Linked DNA regions of Sus scrofa: all the other regions are linked to region 1. Evidence: chromatin contacts called from public HiChIP or PLAC-seq data. All regions are on one chromosome and are shown on one strand. Each heading gives the region's core, a stretch centred on a gene start, on an enhancer-like site or on the middle of the called end of the contact. The rest is flanking DNA. Distances are from core to core; before and after follow the strand shown.

Region 1 (4,006 bases), core at 831-3,330:
TACTGAAAGGCTTGAGTTTAAGCATCATTTATGAAGTGGGGATGGGATTTTTTTGGCCATGCCCACAGCAGTCCAGGGATTGAACTTGAACCTCATCAGTGACAACACCAAATCCTTAACCACTAGGCCACCAGGGAACTCCTAAGCATCATTTATAAAATAGTTATGCCAATGCTACTGCTCTGTGTGGCTCAAAGTTGTGAGGCTCCCATGAGATAATGTACTCAAAGGTTCTGAAACCCAGTAAAGTGCTGCACAACTACATAACATTTTTTTCAGTAACTGATAAAAAATGATATATAGCATCTTTTTTACATTTTTATTAATGAATTCTTTTAGGGCAGTTTTACGTTCACAGCAGAATTAGGCAGAAAGTAGAGTTTCCTTATGCCCTGCAGTGCACCAATCTCCACCACCGTCCACATCCGGCACCAGAGTGGGACATGTGTTACAATCTATGAATCTCTACATGGACACATCATTATCACCCAAGTCCACTGTTTACATTCAGATTCATTCCTGGTATAGCACATTCTACTGATTTGGACAAATGCATAATGACATTGTACCATACAGAGTGTTTACACAATTTTATGGCATCTCTAAATATCCATTAACGGGAGTTCCTGTTGTGCTCAGTGGCAAGAAGATGCGGGTTCTACCCCTGGCCTGGCACAGTGGGTTAAGGATCCATTCTTGCCTTGAGCTGTGGTCACAGACATGGCTGGGATCCAGCATTGCTGTGGCTGCAGCCTAGGCTGGCAGCTGCAGGTCTAATTTGACCCCTAGCCTGGGAACTTCCATATGCCACAGGTAAGGCCCTAAAAAAAAAAGCAAAAAAAAAATTATCCATTAATAATTAGTAGTGGTGTTTAATCTGCACCACATCTGTAGGAGGAAGAGCAGGAGAAAAATGCCCTATACCAGATCAACCAGCTAGTTAAAGATGAAGCCGAGAGACATACCACACTACCGTCGCCTAATCCCAGTTTCCTCTGTGCACCGTGGGGCCTGGGGAAATAACCATTCTCTTAATGTCAGTGTGATTGCATTTCAACAGCAGAGAGACAAGTGATGTAACGAAATCTAACTACAATCCTGTAGGCTCCAAGGGGCCTAAAACACTAAGCTCCTCTTGTAGGAGGTTGGGGATAGTCATTGGCCTAGCCCCACCCCGCCCGCCCCCGGCCGGGCATTAAAAAAACACTTCACTGATTAGTTCTTTCCTTATCAAAACAGAACTGGAATTCCTCCCCAGCACCACTCCACAGAACCTCCTCCCTTTCCCCCTTACCTCTAGCGCTTCCAGGAGAAATGCCACCTTTCCTCATGGTCTCCCATCTTACCCCCCTGCTGCACTTCTATCCTACCAGGATCTCATTCTCCAAACCCTCTATTTACCAGGCTTCCTGTGTATGCCCGGGTATACTGCAGGCTGCACAGTGCATGCGACTCAGGAATATTTGCTGAATCAAAAGGCAGAAGCACCTGAGTACCCAAGATCTAACAAGCAACATGTATTCAATCTAGCTATTGACTGGTACTTGCTATAAAAGTATTACCAGAGCTGCCCGGTCACATCTCAGAGTAAGACTGTGTTCCAAATTCAGCACCCGAAGAGAACACTGCGTTAGTACCGTCTTTCAACGTCCCAAACAGCCTGTGGAAAGAGGGAGGGGAGAAGGAGAGGTTGTTTATCGAGAATCTGCGGTAATTCTACGCCCTTAATAACTCCCTAGCTGGACCAAAAAGGAAGACAGACGTGTACTACGTCTGGGCCTCGGAACCACTCTGTCCTTGAGAGCACCAGCCGGTGGACTTATTTGCGTTCTTAAGCGGCAGCGCCGCACCTTGCTCCGCAGGCAGGTAATGGAACTACGCGCTTTCACAGTCCACAAGTCGGAGCTAACTCCACATGCCCTAATCTGCACGGAGACAGCGCACTGAGACCTTGCGCAGAGGGACGACCTTTCCCTCGCCCCCTGCGCCCCCACATCACGTGACCACTGCCCGGGCGTCCGGCCCCGCCCTCCGGCCATCACTCACGCGGCCCGCCCAATGGCCACGGCGAGGGCGGGCCCGCGCAGGGCGGGGCCTCGGCCACCGTGCGCCGGAGCCTGTGGCGTCAATGCGCCAGCCGTGTCCATGGAGAGAGGCTGAGGTGGCCGAGCTCCGGCCCAGGTACCGGGTCGCCGGGACGGCGAAGATGTCCGCTTCGTTAGTCCGGGCCACTGTCCGGGCTGTGAGCAAGAGGAAGCTGCAGCCCACCCGGGCCGCCCTCACCCTGGTGAGTGGCCAGGACGCGCGGTCGGGCCCGTGACTTTGGTTCCCCTCTGCCCCCGCGAGGGGGGTGGCGGGGCACGGCCGGCCGACGTTGCCCTGGTCCCCCTCTGCAGCCGCCGCTTCGCCGCCCCCTCCCTTCGGAACTCGTCCCTGCTGGGGAGATAAACAGGCGCGGGAGGGGCTGCTCCGCGGGAGCCGGGAGCCCGGGAACTACGTTTCCCAGCAGGCCGTGCGCCGCCGCGTAGAGGGGGGAGGGGGCGCGAGCTAGGCGCCCAGCAGTCAGCCGCGGTGTTCTTGGAGCCTGGGGCAGCGGAGGTCTTGTAGGGGCTAGGGTGTAGGTTATTTAGAGATCTGTGTGTCAGGTGCCGGGGTTAGCTGGATGAATGAACCTGGGTAGCTGTCCTTGAGGCGCTTGGGGAGAACCTTGGCTAGCCGAAGTGTGAGTGCGTGAGCGCCGGTGAGAGCGCAGAGGTGACAAAGCCCACGCTCTGGCGAAATCAAGACTGCAGTGCATAAAGGGTTACTTCCTGGTGTCTACGGTGGAAGAGAGTTTTTGAAACGCACTCTCTGCTTCCAGCGGTGTTGGGCCGTGGTCACGTCTTAAAAGGGACAAAGAAGGATACATTTCCGCCCAGAGTGAGTTTATAGTGTTTTTTGGGTGAAGGGTCAAACATTCAAAGGGCACCAGCATACGCGCTGCAGATAAAGAATTTACTACGCGTGCTGGATCATCGGCGTACTGCGCCGTGTTTTTTTCTTTTTCTTTTTTTTTTTAAGCTAAGGGAACATTCACATAAAATGTACCATTTTAAAGCGTTCGATTTGGTGGCATTTAGTACATTCGCAGTATTTTGCCCCCGTCGCTTCTACGTAGTTCCGAAACATCTGTACCCGAAGGAAAACCCCAGTGTCCATTAACCAGTCACTATTTGCGTTTTGAAAGATTTATTTCATAGGAAAGCTAATGATCAGTTCAACATTCTTTTCACACACACACCCCACTCCTGATTAAGGAGAAGCTTTTGTGTAAGCACTCCAGTTCCTAAAGACCGGAAAACAAATTATATTGAATCATAGATTCTGTTTCATCTAATGCCACAAGAAAGTCTGTTGCCAGAAAATTAGTTGTAGCAAAGCAGAAGAAAGTCGTGATCAGGTGGGCGAATTTATTTTTATGGTGGCTCACTGTTTTAGGTCCATAAGGAAGTTATACTGTTTGTATATGATATTCTACATTCCTTTTTTCTGTACCACCAAGCCTGCTTCATGTCATGAAAGATCATCAAATCTTAGAATTTTCCAAGGTCTTGAAATAAGAACTAGTTGGCACTACTCCTAGTTTGTGTCTCCTTTCAGTCACAGTTAAAAGATTTCTGAATCAAAAGAATTCTACCAGTTCTAGTAATGGTAGTGCCAGGAAGAGTCAGAAAGTGTGGCGACACTTTTTTTGCCTTTTCTTTCTCCACCATTTGGCGTGTTACCTGTTTCTTCAAAATTTCTGAGTTCCACAGTTGCCCTTGTGGCTCATCGGTAACAAACCTGGTTATCCATGAGAACGCGGGTTCCATCCCGGATCCATGGGTTAAGGATCCAGTGTTGCCATGAGCTGTGGTGTAGGTTCCAGACACGGCTGGGATCCTGCGTCACTGTGACTGTGGCTAGGCCGGCAGCTGCAGCTCTGATTCAACCCCTGGACTAGAAACTTCCACATGCCATGGATGTG
Region 2 (4,006 bases), core at 891-3,390, 370 kb after region 1:
GAGGACTGGTTGTGTTTCAGAAACTTCATGATCAAGCTTGTGTATCTAACATTTATGGTTCCAGAGGGGAGTGGCCCTAGACTTTTGAGGTCCACCATTATTCCAAAACTTTTAGCTATACAGTTTTGTAATAAAGTTTGCTACATTTTTGTATGCTTCTCTACTAAAGGTATGGAGGTAAGGAAATCAGTAAAAGAGGAGAAAGAGATAGTTGGGCTCCAGTGCTCACTGTTCTTTCCCAAATTAGTACAAAGTTAAAATAAGCAAACATTTATTGAGTGCCTGCAAGGCACGGGCTAGACTGATTTGAAGAATTTCAGTTCAATGAATATCATTTTATGGTCAGACTCTGATCTATATCACACAATTAATTACGTTGAGTTTTATATACCATAATAAGGCATGTTGAGAAAGCTGAGGAACCAACAGGGATTGGTTCTGCTTTTTACTTAGTTGTGTGGTTTAATTTACTGGGTCTGTGTCCTGGCCATCAAATCACACTAACAATACTTTATTAAAGTGAAATGCAAATTCTACACATTCACATTTATATCTATACCTTTCTGTATTACAGGTTAATATACTTAAGAAGATGCTTTATTTATTTATTTGTCTTTTTGGGGTAGCACCTGGGGCATATAGAGATTCCCAGGCTAGGGGTCAAATCGGAGCTGTAGCTGCTGGCCTACGCCACAGCTCATGGCAATGACGGATCCTTAACCCCTTGAGCAAGATCAGGGATCAAACCCGCAACCTCATGGTTCCTAGTCGGATTCATTTCCCCTGCGCCACGATAGGAACTCCCAGGAAGATGCTTTTTGATTAAAGTTTCATATGTGTCACATATATTTAAATTCTATAAAATGTTAAATGTTTTTAGATAATTAAGTGTTCTCAGACAATGCTTTCTAGACTGGATGGCTTGGGGTGGTAATTGTTCTAAAATTATTTAAAATGCTATAACCTACCTTTTGGTGCTCCTAATCAGGGAAACTATGGCATTTATAAAATGGCAGTTTCTTGTTCATCGTAGTAAAGACATCTGCCAAGGGCAAACTGCAGGCAGCACAGATGCTGCACCTTGGATTACCTTTGAAATGACCTTCGCACCTGCATAAGTTCTTTTAAATATGATGATAAGAAAATGAAACAAAAACCTCACAGCTCTCAATTTATTTCCCTATCCAGCTGTAATAATTTTACATTTCTTACCAGCTACTATAAACAGCAGCAAACGTGACCTATGCTCTGGAAAAAAAAAAGTAAATGTCAGTGTTTATTAAGAATACGTTATAATGTGTTCACATGCAGTCGAAACAGAAGAGAGTGAGTGTATCGGTATTTTATCTCTCTGACACATTATTTTGGCTCAGAGAAAACATTCCATCTTTGTCTTTAGTGGCTCATTCAGCATTACCATTTTTTTGTGACTATATGTACGCACGTTACAAAAAAAGCAAAAATTAAATCAGCATGAAATTTTGTTCCTTGCAGCACTAGGTATCTGATTTATTGAGGTATGACCACAAGGTAGAATTTCATTGTGTTCTGGGAGCCTGGCTGTGAGAGCTGATAGTCTTCACCCTATTAAGGACTCTCCCTGAGGTCAGTAAAAGGCTCTGTTCTACTGCGGTCCCCAAGGTCCAATGCCACCCCGGTACCACGTGCGTCGGAGAGTTAACAGCCACTGGTGTGGTGCTGCCAAAAGCCTCATAAGACTGTCGGGGTGGCTCCAGCTTAGTTCTAGGAAAAGGCGGAGGCTCTAATTGAGAGAGCAGAGCAAGGTGACTTACAGGACGCGGGCAGCCGCCGGGAGACCCATTTGGTCGGGTAGGGCGGCAGCTGCAGTGGACGACAGCCAGCGCCGCGAACAGCCGGGCTCCAGGATCCCGACCGCGTTTTCCCGGCTTCCAAACAACCGCGTTCGCCCCGCCCTCTCCTTTGCGCGCGCTCCCAGCTTCCCCACGCGCGCTCCCCGGGCCCCCGCCGCTTCTGCCCGCGCGTGACCCGCCCTCCCCGCCGGCGCGCGCCCATCTTGCACGCGCGCCCCGCGCTCCCTCCTGCCCGGCGCGCGCGAGCCGGCTGGCCTAGCAGTGCGGTGGGCGGGGCGCCGCGCTGACGTTGCCCGGGATGCGGGCAGGTTCCGCCGCCGCCGCCGCCGCCGCCGCCGCCACTGCTGCAGCCGCCTCCTCCTCGCCTGCCACCGGGGTTTGTATGAAAACACCCGGCGGCGGGCGGCGAGGAATCCGTCGTGAGCCGGGAGAGCAGCCGCAAGTGCTGCTGACGCCGAACTGGGTGCTGCGGCTCTGCCTGGTCCCTGCCAGCGCCCCATCCTGAGCCGGTGAGCGCCGCTCCGCTGTCCGCGCGTCCGGGCCAGCAGCCCCTCGCCCGCGACTTGCCCGGCTGCCCGCCACCCCTCTGCTCTCTCCGGCCGCGGCATCCTGGGGGCGGGAGAAGCCAGGGAGGAGCGGCCCTGAGCCCGCCGTGGTCTGTGCCCTGCCACCCCTCCGCCCCTTACCTGACAGGTTGTGTAACCCGTGTCTTTCGGGGGTGGACCCGGTCTTGAAGGGAAACGCCTGATGGATGGGGGCTTTGGCCGGTGTCTGGAAAACGTCCCACCCCGCCCCCACCCACGGACACTGGGAAGCCCCCGCCCCGGTCGCCCCCTTCCCGGTCGCCGCGGAGGATTCCTGGCGCGGTCTCCGAGCACAGGCGGCCACCCGTCCTGCCACCCCTTTCTCTCGGGCCCCAAGCGCCGGTGGCCTCGGTACAGCGCGGAGCAGAGCGGAGGGGCGGCGGGCCGGGGCCGGGCGCGCGCCCAGCCTCCCCACCCACCCCAGCACCCACCCTAGCTCTCACCCTCTAGGTGCGCTAGGCTTTCAGGTGGGATGTGGCGTTGGCGAGGCTTACTTCCTCTCAATGGGTGGCTTGACCTGAAGTGTCTTCTCTGCTTACAACTTGTCGCCTTGTGGGTTTGATTTGAACCTGAATCATCGCCCTAGATGACAGTGCAGTGTTTCCCTCCAGCCTTCCTTCCTGAGTTGCGGGTTCTTTATTGCAAGTATTCAGGGCCTCTTGCAACCCAGCGCAAAGGCTTGCGGAGCCCTATGGTGTGGTTTCCCTCCTGTACCTTTAAGTTTCTTAAAGTGCCAGTACGGTTTTGAATCGGTTAGTTTCCTTTCCTGGGCATTTTACTCATTATAGAATGGAGTTATAAAACATTGATGCAGAATGGCTTTTATACTTAAAGCCCATTTCTCGTTTTAAGATAGAGTCCTCAAGAGCCTGCAGGTGCACTGTTGATGACCTAATATGTTGTAAGATCCGGTAGAAATTTTCTTTGGCGGTATTACTTCTTTGTGGGTGTTTTTTTTTTTTTCCCCCCAGGTATTCACAATTATGGCAGAGTTTATGATGCACGACAGTTTATAGTTAGCAAGGACTTTAGCAGTCTTCTGGATCACTTATTTTCCTTTACCATTTATGTCCTCATTGGAATCTTTATATAAATGGAGTTATGTCTTTCTTTGTTAACCTCTGAATTCGTCTTATAAGTTGTCTTTTTTTCTTAATTCCCTGAGAAAGTCAGAAAGTTATTTTTGTAATGTATTGTGGAATGTTTTCAGTTCAGTAGGCCAAAAAAGTAGTAGTTTATTTAAGGCACCTTAAATGGTACATATTTTAAAACATGTGCCAAGTGTTCATCGAAACCAAGCAGAACCCTGAAAGCTCTATCAGCATTTTCTTGTGTAGTTACTGTGAGATAGTCAGCAGTGCCTTATCCACTTTTTCTCATTCTTAAGGCGGAGTTGTAACACGACTTGTTTTTTTTTTTTTTTTTTTTTTTTTTTTTTTTTTTTATATTAAATTTTATTTTATTTTCCCACTGTACAGCAAGGGGGTCAGGTTATCCTTACATGTATACATTACAATTACAGTTTTTCCCCCCACCATTTCTTCTGTTGCAACATGAGTATCTAGACATAGTTCTCAATGCTATTCAGCG
Region 3 (4,006 bases), core at 562-3,061, 260 kb after region 1:
GCAGCTGTAGCACTTGATTCGACCCCCAGCCTGGGCACTGCCACATGCCGCAGGTGCAGCCCATGAATCTGCTTTGATTGGTTGTTTTCTGAAAATCTCACTGTGAAGCTAACATTTAAGTGGTCAAGAAGAAGCCTGTGATGTGAACACCTGGGGAACCGACCCTGATGTGTTTATTAAGGATCTTGGGACCAACGTAATGAGCCCAGTGGAGCAGTGGTACAAAAAACAGTCTGAGCTGTTGGCAGGCACCAGATCATATTGGCCACAGGGAAGAAGTTTAAATTTTATTCTACATACAGCAGGAAGCCAACGGAAGATCTTAAGCTGGGAAATGATGTGATGTGACCATTTTCAAACCTCAAATATACACAAACACTATTGTCTTTGGGGCAACAGAATTCCTATTTCCGCAGTTTGAAATTATTGCTATGTACTCTCAAACTTATTAAAGTTAGAACATGTTAACAGAAGAAACTGCCTCAATGTCTGTATTTCATGATATATATAAACTGGCTTCAAACAAAAGTTAAAATCAGAAAATAGAGAATGAGTGTGGTTAACAAGCTCAATAAACCGCACTTACCTGTTGATTTTCTTTTTCATTTACTGCTACAGTTTAGAAATCACAATCCACATTTCATTGCACCCTTTCTCAAATTTTGAACTTCTATTTCAAAACTTCAAACTCACCTCGACAAGCTTCTTCAAAATCTTGGGTTATGTCCACCCAGTTCGTATTGCTTTTTTCCATCTTTTCTGGTGTACTGAGCTCCCATCCTGAATCATCATCTTCTACAGAAGCTTTCATAACCATTATGCCTATAAAATTAATACTGGTGTAAAAGAGAGGATGTAGCTTTCAGGACAAGGGTACTGGCAAACCATGTGTGTCTGTTTAAGTACTGGATGAAAGTCTTACTAAACTGTCTGGGCAGAGCTCTTTTGAGTTTGTGGACGGTACTGTAAAAAATTACCTTAATGCAATTAAATTTCACGTTAATTAACACTACTGGTCCACCATCTACGAGGGCTCATAAACAAGTTTGCCTATTTCATAAGAAAAATCACAAACCATCCCAGCACTGGCCCAAAGAGAACCAACTCCACTGTTTCCAACTTTCAACGCTGGCCACAAATAACCAAGGCACTCTTCAAGGTCCCCTCTCGCAGCCCAAGACCCCATGCGGCAACCACTCAAGTCAAGGGGGTCCCTCCCCTACCGGAGCTTGCTGGATCAACCTCTCTCCGCTCGGCAGGACCCCAGCATGGCCTGTCCGGGGGGCACCGCACAAGGGAGCGCACCACGGGGTCCCAGCCATCGGGCTTAGGGCGGAGGTGCACCTGAAGCGGGGACCCGGCTCACCCGGGTCAGCCCGGCCCGGTCCCAAAGGCACGGAAGCAAGGACAGAGCTGCCGTCGCGCGGGAGGACGGGCATGCCCGGTGCCAGGTCGTCGCCCGGTAACACTGTGTAAGGCCGGGCCCTCGGCGGACACTGGGGAGCCCGTAGCTCCTACCTGAAGCGCGGCGGGAGGGCCGGGGCCGCAGGGTGACCTGGAGTCCCCCGGGTCTGCCACACGCGCGAGGGGCTGCGGCTGTCGGACACGGGTAGGAGGAAGTCTCAAGGGCTCCGCACGGTGGTTCCTACCTACTTCTCCCGTGGCCACTCGCGCCGCCACACAGTCCGAACCGCGGAAATAAAGACGCCGCCTCGGCTACTGCCGCCGCCGCCGCCGCCGCCGCCCCCTCCCCTCTCAGCCCAGCCCGACCATCCGCGTGCGCGCATGCGTACGCCCAGTGCGCGCGACCCCGCCTCCTCTCCCTCACGCCAGGGGACTTCGCGCTCCCGGCCACACCCCCTTCCTAGCCACTGCCGTCATTCGGCCGTTGGAGGCCATCTTCTCTTCTCGCGAGATTAGAGGCAATCGCAAGACCGGAAGCTATCTTCCTCCTCCAGCCTTGGGCAGCGACCTGGTTAGTGGGTGGGTCCCAGTAAGGGGCGGAGCCTGGGGACCCAGAGCCCGCCCCGCCTCGTCCCGCGCAGCTCCCTGGGAAATTCTTAGAAAGGTGAAGAGAATCAGGAGGAAGGAGTGGAAGTAGGTGTGGACCCTTGATGTTGGGGCTGTGAATGAAGAGCTCAGCTCTGAAAGCTCCGTCGAGTTGGTTTTGCCTGACACTTGATTTATGTTTCCTAGAGAATCTGGGGAGTTCATGAGGAAGAATGGAAACAAAATATCAGCAGAATCAAGTCATTTTCTTTTAGACCCATTACATGGTTTAAAGCTTTCCTAAAATTAGTAAAATGATCATTTTTAAAGTGCAATTAAATAAGTAGACTACTACGGGTAGGAAACAAAATGCATCTTTACCACCACGTTGCCAATAAAATGGCTAAAGTTTAAGAGATGATACCCAATGTTGAGGACACAGAACAGTTGGAGCTCCAATTTGCTGGAGCTGGAACTCAGATGTTGCTGATGGGGAATGCAAAAGGATACAACCTCTTTGATAAACAGTTCATCTTTTACTATAAAATTAATCATGCACTTACAAGACCAAGCCATTGGTCCACACAAAAACTTGTACATTAATTTTTGTAGCTTTAAAGACCAAAAACTGGCAACAACCTTAATGAGCAGATAAACAACTTGTGGCATATCCATACGATGATGTGTAATTATTCATATAATGAATAGTAGTTATTGACAAACAGGGATGAGTACTTGACATGCAAAAATATGAATCTCAAAAAAATTCTGAGCAAAGGAAATCATTATGGGAGTTCCTGTTGTGGCTCAGGAGGTTAAGAACCTGACTAGTTTCTATGAGGATGTGGGTTCGATTGCTAGCCTCACTCAGTGGGTTAAGGAACCGGTGTTGCCATGAGCTGTGGTGTATGTTGCAGACATCACTCGGATCCTGCATTGCTGTGGCTGTGGTATAGGATGGTAGCTGCAGCTCCAAATTTGACCCCTAGCCCGGGAACTTCCTTGTGCTGCAGGTTCTGCCCTAAAGAGGGAAAAAAAAAAATCAGTATGAGCAAAAGACTAGACTATAATTTTATATGTAATTTTTAAAAAGACAAATTTAATCTGTAATGACAGAAAACAGAGCAGTGACTGCCAGAGCGGGAGGAGGTGTGAGGCAGGATTAATTGGAATATGGCTAAGTGATTGGAAGGGATGGAAATGTTCAAATCTTGATCATGGTAGTGGTTATATGGCTAAATTCATTTGTAAAAGTTCAGTGAAGTACACACACGTGTGCATTTTACTGCGTGCAAATCAAACTTCAATAAAGTTGACTTTAAAAATGAAAAATACAAAGAAGTTCCCATTGTGATTCAGCAGGTTAAGAACCTGACTAGTAGCCATTAGGATGTGGGTTCGATCTCTGGCCTTGCTCAGCGGGTTAAGGATCTGGCATTGCCACAAGCTGTGGTGTATGCTGCAGATACAACTCAAGTGACTGTGGCATAGGCCTGCAGCTGCAGCTCCATTTGATCCCTAGCCTGGGAACTTCCATATGCCACAGGTACGGCCCTAAAAAGAAAAAATAATAAATAAATAAATAAATAAGTACATCTTTATGTCTCGTATAGAATAGTATGTTTCCTAAGGGTAGGAGGTTTGCCTGTTTTGACCAAATTTGTATCCCCAGCATTAAGAGCAGTGGTTGGAATGTAGTAGGTACTCACCAAATACATTGAAGATGAGAATGTAGACAAGAATTACAGCAAAACAAATGTAAAGTCTTTCTTCCAAAATATTTGATGATCTGTGCAGAGGCCATAAGAAATCTAGAAAAGGATGAACTGACTGCAGGTGAGTTATTCAGAATTATGTATAGATTGTGACAAAAACCAATACGATGCATTAAAAAACAAAAACAAAACACTAAATTTTGGAATGCTTCCTAACTAAAAAAAAAAGAAGAAAATGAAAAAGAAAAATCACCAGAACAAAATAGGCAAGTGGATTTCTTTATTCTTAATTTCTTCACTAA

What was found. HiChIP or PLAC-seq counts read pairs in DNA pulled down with a chosen protein or histone mark.
Region 2: an H3K27ac HiChIP or PLAC-seq map of skeletal muscle shows a contact between it and region 1, with 4 times the contacts expected there. The contact joins the promoter of AGTPBP1 here to the promoter of ISCA1 in region 1. A contact is called at or near these places in 1 of 5 promoter capture datasets (fetal liver), 1 of 47 Hi-C or Micro-C datasets (psoas muscle) and 2 of 2 datasets of contacts at active chromatin or transcription factors (alveolar macrophages and skeletal muscle).
Region 3: a contact with region 1 is called in an H3K27ac HiChIP or PLAC-seq map of alveolar macrophages. The contact joins the promoter of NAA35 here to the promoter of ISCA1 in region 1. A contact is called at or near these places in 2 of 5 promoter capture datasets (fetal liver and liver), 5 of 47 Hi-C or Micro-C datasets (alveolar macrophages, embryonic fibroblasts, heart right ventricle and 2 more) and 2 of 2 datasets of contacts at active chromatin or transcription factors (alveolar macrophages and skeletal muscle).

The regions. Positions count from the first base shown.
Region 1 is chr10:29,064,055-29,068,060 of Sscrofa11.1, forward strand. It overlaps ISCA1 (iron-sulfur cluster assembly 1 homolog, mitochondrial), which reads left to right and starts at 2,081. Exons shown (of 4, transcript XM_003357702.4): 1 at 2,081-2,287. The coding sequence starts at 2,129. LOC102160368 (a long non-coding RNA gene) reads right to left here and starts at 2,057. Exons shown (of 2, transcript XR_001304283.2): 1 at 1,851-2,057; 2 at 1-1,660.
Region 2 is chr10:29,438,010-29,442,015 of Sscrofa11.1, forward strand. AGTPBP1 (cytosolic carboxypeptidase 1) reads left to right here and starts at 2,141. Exons shown (of 25, transcript XM_013989714.2): 1 at 2,141-2,341. LOC110255596 (serine/arginine repetitive matrix protein 3-like) reads right to left here and starts at 2,332. Exons shown (of 2, transcript XM_021064272.1): 1 at 1,794-2,332. The coding sequence starts at 2,332.
Region 3 is chr10:29,320,898-29,324,903 of Sscrofa11.1, forward strand. It overlaps NAA35 (N-alpha-acetyltransferase 35, NatC auxiliary subunit), which reads right to left and starts at 1,812. Exons shown (of 23, transcript XM_021064637.1): 1 at 1,650-1,812; 2 at 694-822. The coding sequence starts at 817.